2 separate regions of the Zea mays genome follow, and region 2 is linked to region 1. A link is a contact called in public Hi-C data. All regions are on one chromosome and are shown on one strand. Each heading gives the region's core, a stretch centred on a gene start, on an enhancer-like site or on the middle of the called end of the contact. The rest is flanking DNA. Distances are from core to core; before and after follow the strand shown.

The links. A called contact is a pair of places that touch in the nucleus more often than the background predicts.
Region 2: a Hi-C map of leaf shows a contact between it and region 1, with 6 times the contacts expected there. The contact joins two enhancer-like sites. A contact is called at or near these places in 2 of 25 Hi-C or Micro-C datasets (endosperm and leaf).

Annotation. Positions count from the first base shown.
Region 1 is chr8:60,712,104-60,715,933 of Zm-B73-REFERENCE-NAM-5.0, forward strand. No RefSeq gene overlaps it. Among protein-coding and RNA genes, the nearest start is that of LOC109941775, 37 kb to the right of the region's middle. Within about 2 kb of position 1,733, at least 14 of the 20 cell types and tissues checked have an H3K27ac peak or open chromatin away from gene starts, as enhancers often do. A contact at or near this core is called in leaf, where this site is marked.
Region 2 is chr8:60,936,904-60,940,733 of Zm-B73-REFERENCE-NAM-5.0, forward strand. No RefSeq gene overlaps it. Among protein-coding and RNA genes, the nearest start is that of LOC103635254, 67 kb to the right of the region's middle. Within about 2 kb of position 1,723, at least 17 of the 20 cell types and tissues checked have an H3K27ac peak or open chromatin away from gene starts, as enhancers often do. A contact at or near this core is called in leaf, where this site is marked.

The DNA.
Region 1 (3,830 bases), core at 483-2,982:
ATTCATGTTATCTTTTATGTTTCATATGCTTCTTCTTTCATTAATATATATATAACGATGATGATGATATGTCCTTCATGACCTTGGTCTAAAGATCATTATATCCTAAGGGAGATAATGCTTCGAAGGACGAAGGGCATTAACCATTAACATTTTGTGTTGCCTTGTTCTTAACTCATAGCATTTGAGAACAAGTCCCCAACAAGTGCTATTGAGCCAACTTTAGGGTCTTGCATCTCTTAATCCATAAGGGATTTGCTAAAAGTCATTATGGAAAATTTGTAGATCTACTTTAGTAGTACGAATTTGATTAAGTGACCTAGCCCAAGAACTACATGGAACTTGGAGTAAACCACCCTGGAAGTAGGGTTGTTGGTCATGTGGTATTCTGAACCTGGACTAACAGTGACTTTGGTCCATCTTTGGAGCCAAATTGTGACTAATCCAGTGAAGTTAAGACCCAGATCATTGTGACAAAGTTAAAGACCATATATAGGAGAACAACTTTGCTGAAGTCAGATGGGTATGTTACTATTGGGAATGGAAGTAGTTAGCCCTCAAACTCGCTCTGTCAGACAGTTGAATGGGTATTTGCATGGTACAATAACTGAAAAAGGTTTCAGGTTCAGTGAACCTCGCCACTGGTGTCGTGCACCGTGATCCGCACTGGGCGCCGTGATTCGCGCACGGCTATGGATGACGACTCCACAGTAAGTAAAAAGATCACTGGAGGGACGAAAATATCGCGAGGAGGGGATTGGGTTGAGCCCTATGCGCTGTACCCACTTGCACAGCGACACGGCCATCATCGTGGTGGTCGCCATCTTCCGCTGTTGAGCCACGACGAGGTCATTTCATCACGCATCTGTAACCGTGGCAAGCAGCCAGTTACTGCCTGGGACCATTAACCCATCGTGCGCCACGGTGAACTTGCCCAGTCAAAAAAATCTTGCCTCCACCGTAATCACCTTCTCCCCAAATTTGCCAAGCACATGATCGGTTCCTTTAAATTGAGCACTTTGTTAGCTCCGTCTCTCTATTATGCGCCCAACCCACCCTCAGCCAGCCCCTCTTGTGTACCCTAGCTCTCAGTCATTAGAATTCCCCAAGCACGGTCATCGGCACCACCGAGTTGATCCCGTCGTGGCTAGCCCTTCTTAGGTTAGTTCTTCTCCCTCTGGTCCTCGTTTTAGTACCTCTCTGACCTCTAGATGCTTACGGTCTTGACCAATTGAACGCTATCGCAGTATAGTCCTGTGAACGTCATGTTGCCGCCTAGGAACGCCGCTGTGTACACCCCTCACGTCGGCCTGCTCTTCCATGCCTTCTCCATCCAAATTCGTGCAAGCACCATAACCCTGGTGGGCCACTGATACTGTCCGAGTCAGTTGATTGAACTCTACTATGTTATCAGGCTCGGAATGGGCTCACCGAACATCGGTGTCCGCCATTGTTGCGGACAGGGGCATTCTAAGATCGGACCATTCCGTTTTTCTTTGACAATATGAGCGGTTAGCCTCGGGCATGAGGCCCGTGTACTCACAACCATCAGAACCAGTCGCCGACGGTGAGCCCCGTGGCCCGAGCTAGGTGTTCGACTGGTGTGTCCTCGGGGGTTTGAATGTGTGAAGAAATAGAACTAGAAGGGCTTCTATGAAGATGTCAGTGACTCTAGGAAACAGTGTCTCGGACTCTTAACTAAATATTTGAATAGCCATGGGTTCTTGCGCAAAGTCTCTAAAGCGGGCGCGGGGGCAGGTGCATTCCCCTGTTCGTGGGCCAGTTTGGGCTCAACTCAGCCTAATCCTATTCATAATTTTCTCTTTTCTTTTTACTGGTAGCTTGTGAAATCCTGTAAAAATAGTTGAAAGTGATAAAAACATGGAACCAATTTTACTAGACTTCTAAAACCAGATAGTATTTAACAAAAATAAGTCCAAAATTTTTATTTCAAACCATAAATTATGTAGAATTTAAAGGTGCTTAAGGAGAGCCTCTTAGAATTTTAGAAATAGTTTAATAGTCCCAAAAAATAAAACTTTTTGGGTGGGCTTAATATGTTTGTTTTTAACCTTGAGTGAATTTTGAACTTGTTTGGACTCTGTTTGACCAGGAAATCAATAATAAGTCCAAAGAATTAAGCCCTTTTAATACCAAGTGAGCTTAGGGGTAGTTTTGCAAGTAAAATTTGCAAATCATGAACTTGCTACAACTTGGTAGCCTAAGAAGATTAGTTGAGTTAATCTTAAAGGATTATCTGGCTAGGAAGTCTTGATGGTTGATAAACATCGTGAAGAAAAGTTGTATTCAAGACACTGCTTTCAATCTTCTTGTTATAAACTTGCATATCCATGACATAGCATAACCATTCATATACGTATTATTTTGTATAGAGCACAAAGAAGAGTCTATGGTAGAATAAGAAGTTGTTCCTCCAATTGAAAATCCTCCCATGGAGAATAACTTTTACTTTGACATCTGTGGTGAAGAAGCAGTTACTTCTACGACACAAGGCAAGCCCGGGTGCATTTACCTTTTTTCTTGTATTTAAAAGTTTTATCACCTTTGAATGATGCATTAGGTAATAGGAATTGTGTGATAAACTATTGATGCATTTCCCTCCTTGTGAAATTGAGTTTCGTTCCTTGATACCTAATTTTCTCAAACAAGTTTTAATAATGCTTAGCCTTGCTTAGAAATAAACAAAATGTTTTGTTTTAAAAAAAGGTGATGCTTCACACTGGAATGGGGATTTCTACAAAGAAAAACTTATGATGGTGGATCCATCACAGCCGTGATGGATGCAACATCTGAAAAGAGTACCTCTAACATGTACAAAGCTGTAGGTTATAAATTATAAGATGAGACCAGACGGGTGACTTGCACGAGAAGGAAGTCTCTATGTAGTGTCTCCATTTGAGTGAGTTAAGGACCGAGCCGATGTAAGCTTGATGATTGAGGACCTTATAACTGGCTACATGCCTCATTATGGGTAAGCTTTCCCTCGGACCGACAAATACCAGAATTGCTCGCCCGCACTGGGCGTGAGAGATGGTGAGATAGTGTGTACCCTCCATGGCAAGAGGCTGGACGGTTAAATAACTGTACTCTCGGGTAGCGGGAAGTCGTTCTGGTCTTGAGAAACCCTGGTGCGAGTTGACATATGCAAGGATTAAGTGCTACATATGTCGTGTGGTTAGAGATCCCCGCTCGGTATTAATTGATTCGGATCACCGTTACTTCTCGGACATGAAGACTTGGTCACTGACCTACATTGTAGTGACAAGTAAATTCAAAGCTTGAGAAAAGATTGCTAGTGCAGGCCAAGCATTTGATCTAGATTAGGAAAGGAATATAGATTCAGGAAAGTACTTAACTTGACAAGTAAAAAGAATTCATAAGGACTAACTTTAGTAAGCTTTGAGCAAACTGAGTCGTTGGTTCTTGCTATACCTTACCTTGACTACTAAAGGCCAGCATATTCTTGAGAGTCTTTTCTTGGGTAAAACTTGCGAAAGTACACTCCGTACTCAGGGTTTTCAAACTCATATTGTTGTAGGCGAAGAGACTGCAGAGTTTTGCTGCTTCTGTTTCAAGATCGTTCCGAAGCAGGAGGATGAAAACTGAGTAAAACTTAAGGAAGATGTCTACCTTCCTGTGATGTAACAAGTAGAAGCACTCATACCCTTATATTATAATAATCACTCTTTCTATATTGTACATGTTAATGTAAATTATGTTAATGTAAATCTTTCCGCTTTTACTCCGATGTTGTGTAATGCTTGTGATATGGGATGTACGCTCTTGAGAAATGTTGAAGAAGAGGCAGG
Region 2 (3,830 bases), core at 473-2,972, 220 kb after region 1:
ACAGCAAGGGTGAACTCACACATGTTCATCACTCAACAAGTTGTGGGGAATAATGTGCATGAACTCACCAAAGGTGGGAGTTCATGTGAAGTGTATGGCTTATTAATAAAATAAAGGTTGAAGCTGAGCTTTGCTTTTTATAAGTTGGTCAAAATTTTATTAGCAGTTACTAAATGTAAGTAAATACCAAACCATAGTAATAATAAGTAAAAGTAATAATAAAATAATCCCAATGCAATAAAATGACAAATTGAGTTTAATTCCATAAATTAATCATGTGAGTGTCCGAGCCGCTGATGACCGTGAGCACGGCTAGTGTACCATTTTTACACTCTACAGAGGTTGTGCATCTTTACCCACAAGTCGTGTTACCCATTTTCCATAGAGTTGATCAGACCCCATACACCTCTACCAAGGAAGCGAGGCAGGGTACCACTACGTGGCCTTTACAAAGTTCCACTAGCTTTAGAAAACCCGCTACAGTTTATAGGAAGCTCCAATGCAGGAATCCCTCGCCTAACCGCCATCGCAGCAAAATCAACCCATGGACCTCCCTACACTGACCACTCCCCTACTGCCCTTGCCCCTTTCGGGTAAGGTAGTCATCCACTAGCTTTTCTAGTTAATAAGCCAAGGGCGTCCCATTAAACCCTTGTGGTAGCACTGTTTCCCGGGTGGTTCTTCATGTTCCCATTAACATAATGATCTTATCATGAACAGTAAACAATAAACTGATAATAAAAAGTGTAATCATGATTAATGAATATCTCTATACCCAAAACCATATAAAGCAATAGCATGTACTACCCAAAAATTCAGTGGTAAAACCAGTGGTGAAACAAGGTATAAAAATAGCCAAAACTAGGTTAACCTATTGGGTCCCATTAAAATTAATTATGCAGATAATTATGATTAATAAGAACATGACTGGGTAAAAGAAGTGATCAAGGGCATAACTTGCCTTCAACGAGCTCCAGCTCAGTAATCTCCTCCTGCTGAACCCCCGGCTCCTCAGTAGCTTGGTCGTCTACTCGCATCATTACAAACATACATAGTATAGCAAAAACTAACATCACACCAAACAACATATCAGAGTGCATAATAATATTCTATTCTGAGTAACGAGATCGTAGGAACAAGAATCACTAAATTTGGAGTTATAGTTATTTAGTTATGAATTTCTGAAGCTATTAAGCACTTAGACTAGATTAATTCAAATGAACAATTTTAATTCAAGTTTCATGACTAAACAATGTTACCAGTTGATAGACAATATTAATATAAAATTATTGCAACCGGAATGACTCAATTTGGAGGTAAAATAAATTTAATATGATTTATACCAGTTTCTAGAATTATTTTTATATTAAAAATCAATTTCTATAATTATTTATCTATTTCATTTGTTCTCTGGTCTGCGCGTCAAATTCCAAAACGGCCAGGGGCTTTCTCGCACAAGTCCCACAGACTCAGGTCTAATGCGCTGATGGACGGCGGGTTGATTGGCCAGAAACAGAGGGGCTCCTTTGCAATTTTTATCAGCCGAAGCGGTATCGCCATTTCTGGCCATCCGATCAGAATCAGACGCGCCAGATCATAACGCGAACCGGTACGAGCCCGCGAGCGTAGGATCCCGATCCAACGGTCTACAACATGGTTTCTTTTCGCCCGCACATCCGATGATCACCGGCCGAGATCGACACGGCCGAATCGGTACGCTGGCTCACATCGTGGACGTTGATAATGAATCTAACGGTTGCACATCAATCCGGCTGAGCGGCTACGGTCATCCGATCCCCACCGTACCGCACGGGATCAACGGTCGTCGGCCTTCTTCTACGTTCTACCACACCGGTTCTCTCTCTCTTCTTTTTTTTTCTTTCTCCAGCTAATCCGCCGCGGCCGAGCGCCATGGACGCGACAACGAACTATTCCGAGCTCGCCATTCGAGCCCTATCTACCGCCAGGACGCCTCTGCTCCTACCTTACACGGCCACGCATTCATCTTCTTCCCTACCCCCATGACCAGACCTGACGGCGCCGCCCACTCCTCCGGTGCTGGCCTCACCGGCGCTACCCGACACACTTGTTGATAGACCAAAGCCCGAGCCTACGAACTGCTACCAGCACAGAAATATAAAACAGAGACAACTAGAGTGGTGATTCTCACCAGAATTCCCGACGCTCGGCTCGATTTGGCGATGAAGGCTCGGTCCGGTGAGATGCCGACCGCACCCGTCCACAGTTCGTCCGCCTGGCGTGCGCTGTGAAATCCCCACCGCGGTACAATTACGCCGAGACCCTCGCTTCCAGGTTGCCGTGCGGCAATGCTTCGCGCGTACTCCCCAGCGACCTCGCCCTTCATGTTAATGGCGGCGGCCGGAGCTGGTTGCACCCAAATCCAAGCAACGATGGCACCCAGGACTTGCGTGCGAAACACAATGGGGAAGGGGAGAGAGCCGCAGAAGTGCCCGAGTGTTTATCCCGGAGCCGTCGGTCGTGGAGAAACAGAATCCAGCTGGAATTTTCGCCGCGGCGGTGATTTCGCGTGGTGGTTTTCAGTTGAGGATAGAACGCCGACAAGGGGGCCCGCTCGACAGTGAGTTCGGGAGGCTGAGGAGTGGAATGGCGCAGTGTGAGACAACCCTATGGACCCTGCCCAGTAGCGATCCCAGGCCACTGACAACAATGGCCCACCAGTCGGCGCCCCACTACTCGTATGGGCCGCGCAGGCTTAAGGCGCAATTGGGCCGAGCAGCTACTTCCGCCCAGGCGCAGGTTTTATCCTTGTTTTTCTTTTTAATTTCTTCTTTTCTGTTCTATTTTCTTTACTTTTCATATTTGAACCCTTAAATTTGAATCCACATTCGATTGTAAATTTTGAACTTGAACTAGATGTACTAGTCGAAGATGTTGATATGAAAAGACACCTTTATTTATATATTTTCCTTGCATTATATATAGGGCTTTTTTCCTATTTTCAACCCAAATTTCAATTTGGGATTAATCCCACATCTCAAGTCATTATTTTATTTCTAATACTATTGTTATTATTATTTGAATGCACAAGCAAACAAAAATATCCAACATGATGCATAGCTTAGAGGTGCCTTTATTTATTTATTTACTTTATTTATGGTTATTCTCATGATATAATGAGTAGGTGGCCAAACATGTAACAAGATCATCTCTTTTATAATTTGGGTATTACACACATGGAACGATATTGGTTAGTATTGGTATAAGTATAATTTTATTGATATAAGAAAGTGGAATAAATAATAGGCCACGTATTTTCGGTCAGATTAAAATATAGGTTTTACTAGTCATGATAAATGTATTCATAAGTATAGCACTTAATTACTCAGAATTAGTAAAATATCTATTTATGTCATAATAACCATGATTATGTTACTTAAATTAGTAATTTACATTAATTCTTAGAACATTAATGTTAGGTGATTTATAAATAAACATTTTTAGCTATGCCTAAAATATTTATCTAGGAAGAAAAGGATAAAACCCAAAAGTCTATTATTAAAGTTGTTAACACATTTTTATCTATATTATACTCGATAAAACTAGTGTCATAGTCACCTACTCATATTTTCACCAATGATAACCCAACGTAGAAGTCATAGTGGATTAATAAGTATTTATGCTTTAGACGTATTTATGAGTATAATTGTGTGATGTATGAATGTGTATGTAATGGTGAATGATTACCCATGTAATGGTGTATGTTAATTTATTTGGCGTACGTATTCTTTTATATGTATGATACGCAAATCGATGCTAGAAGTTGACTGTGAGGTAGATGAACCAAACTC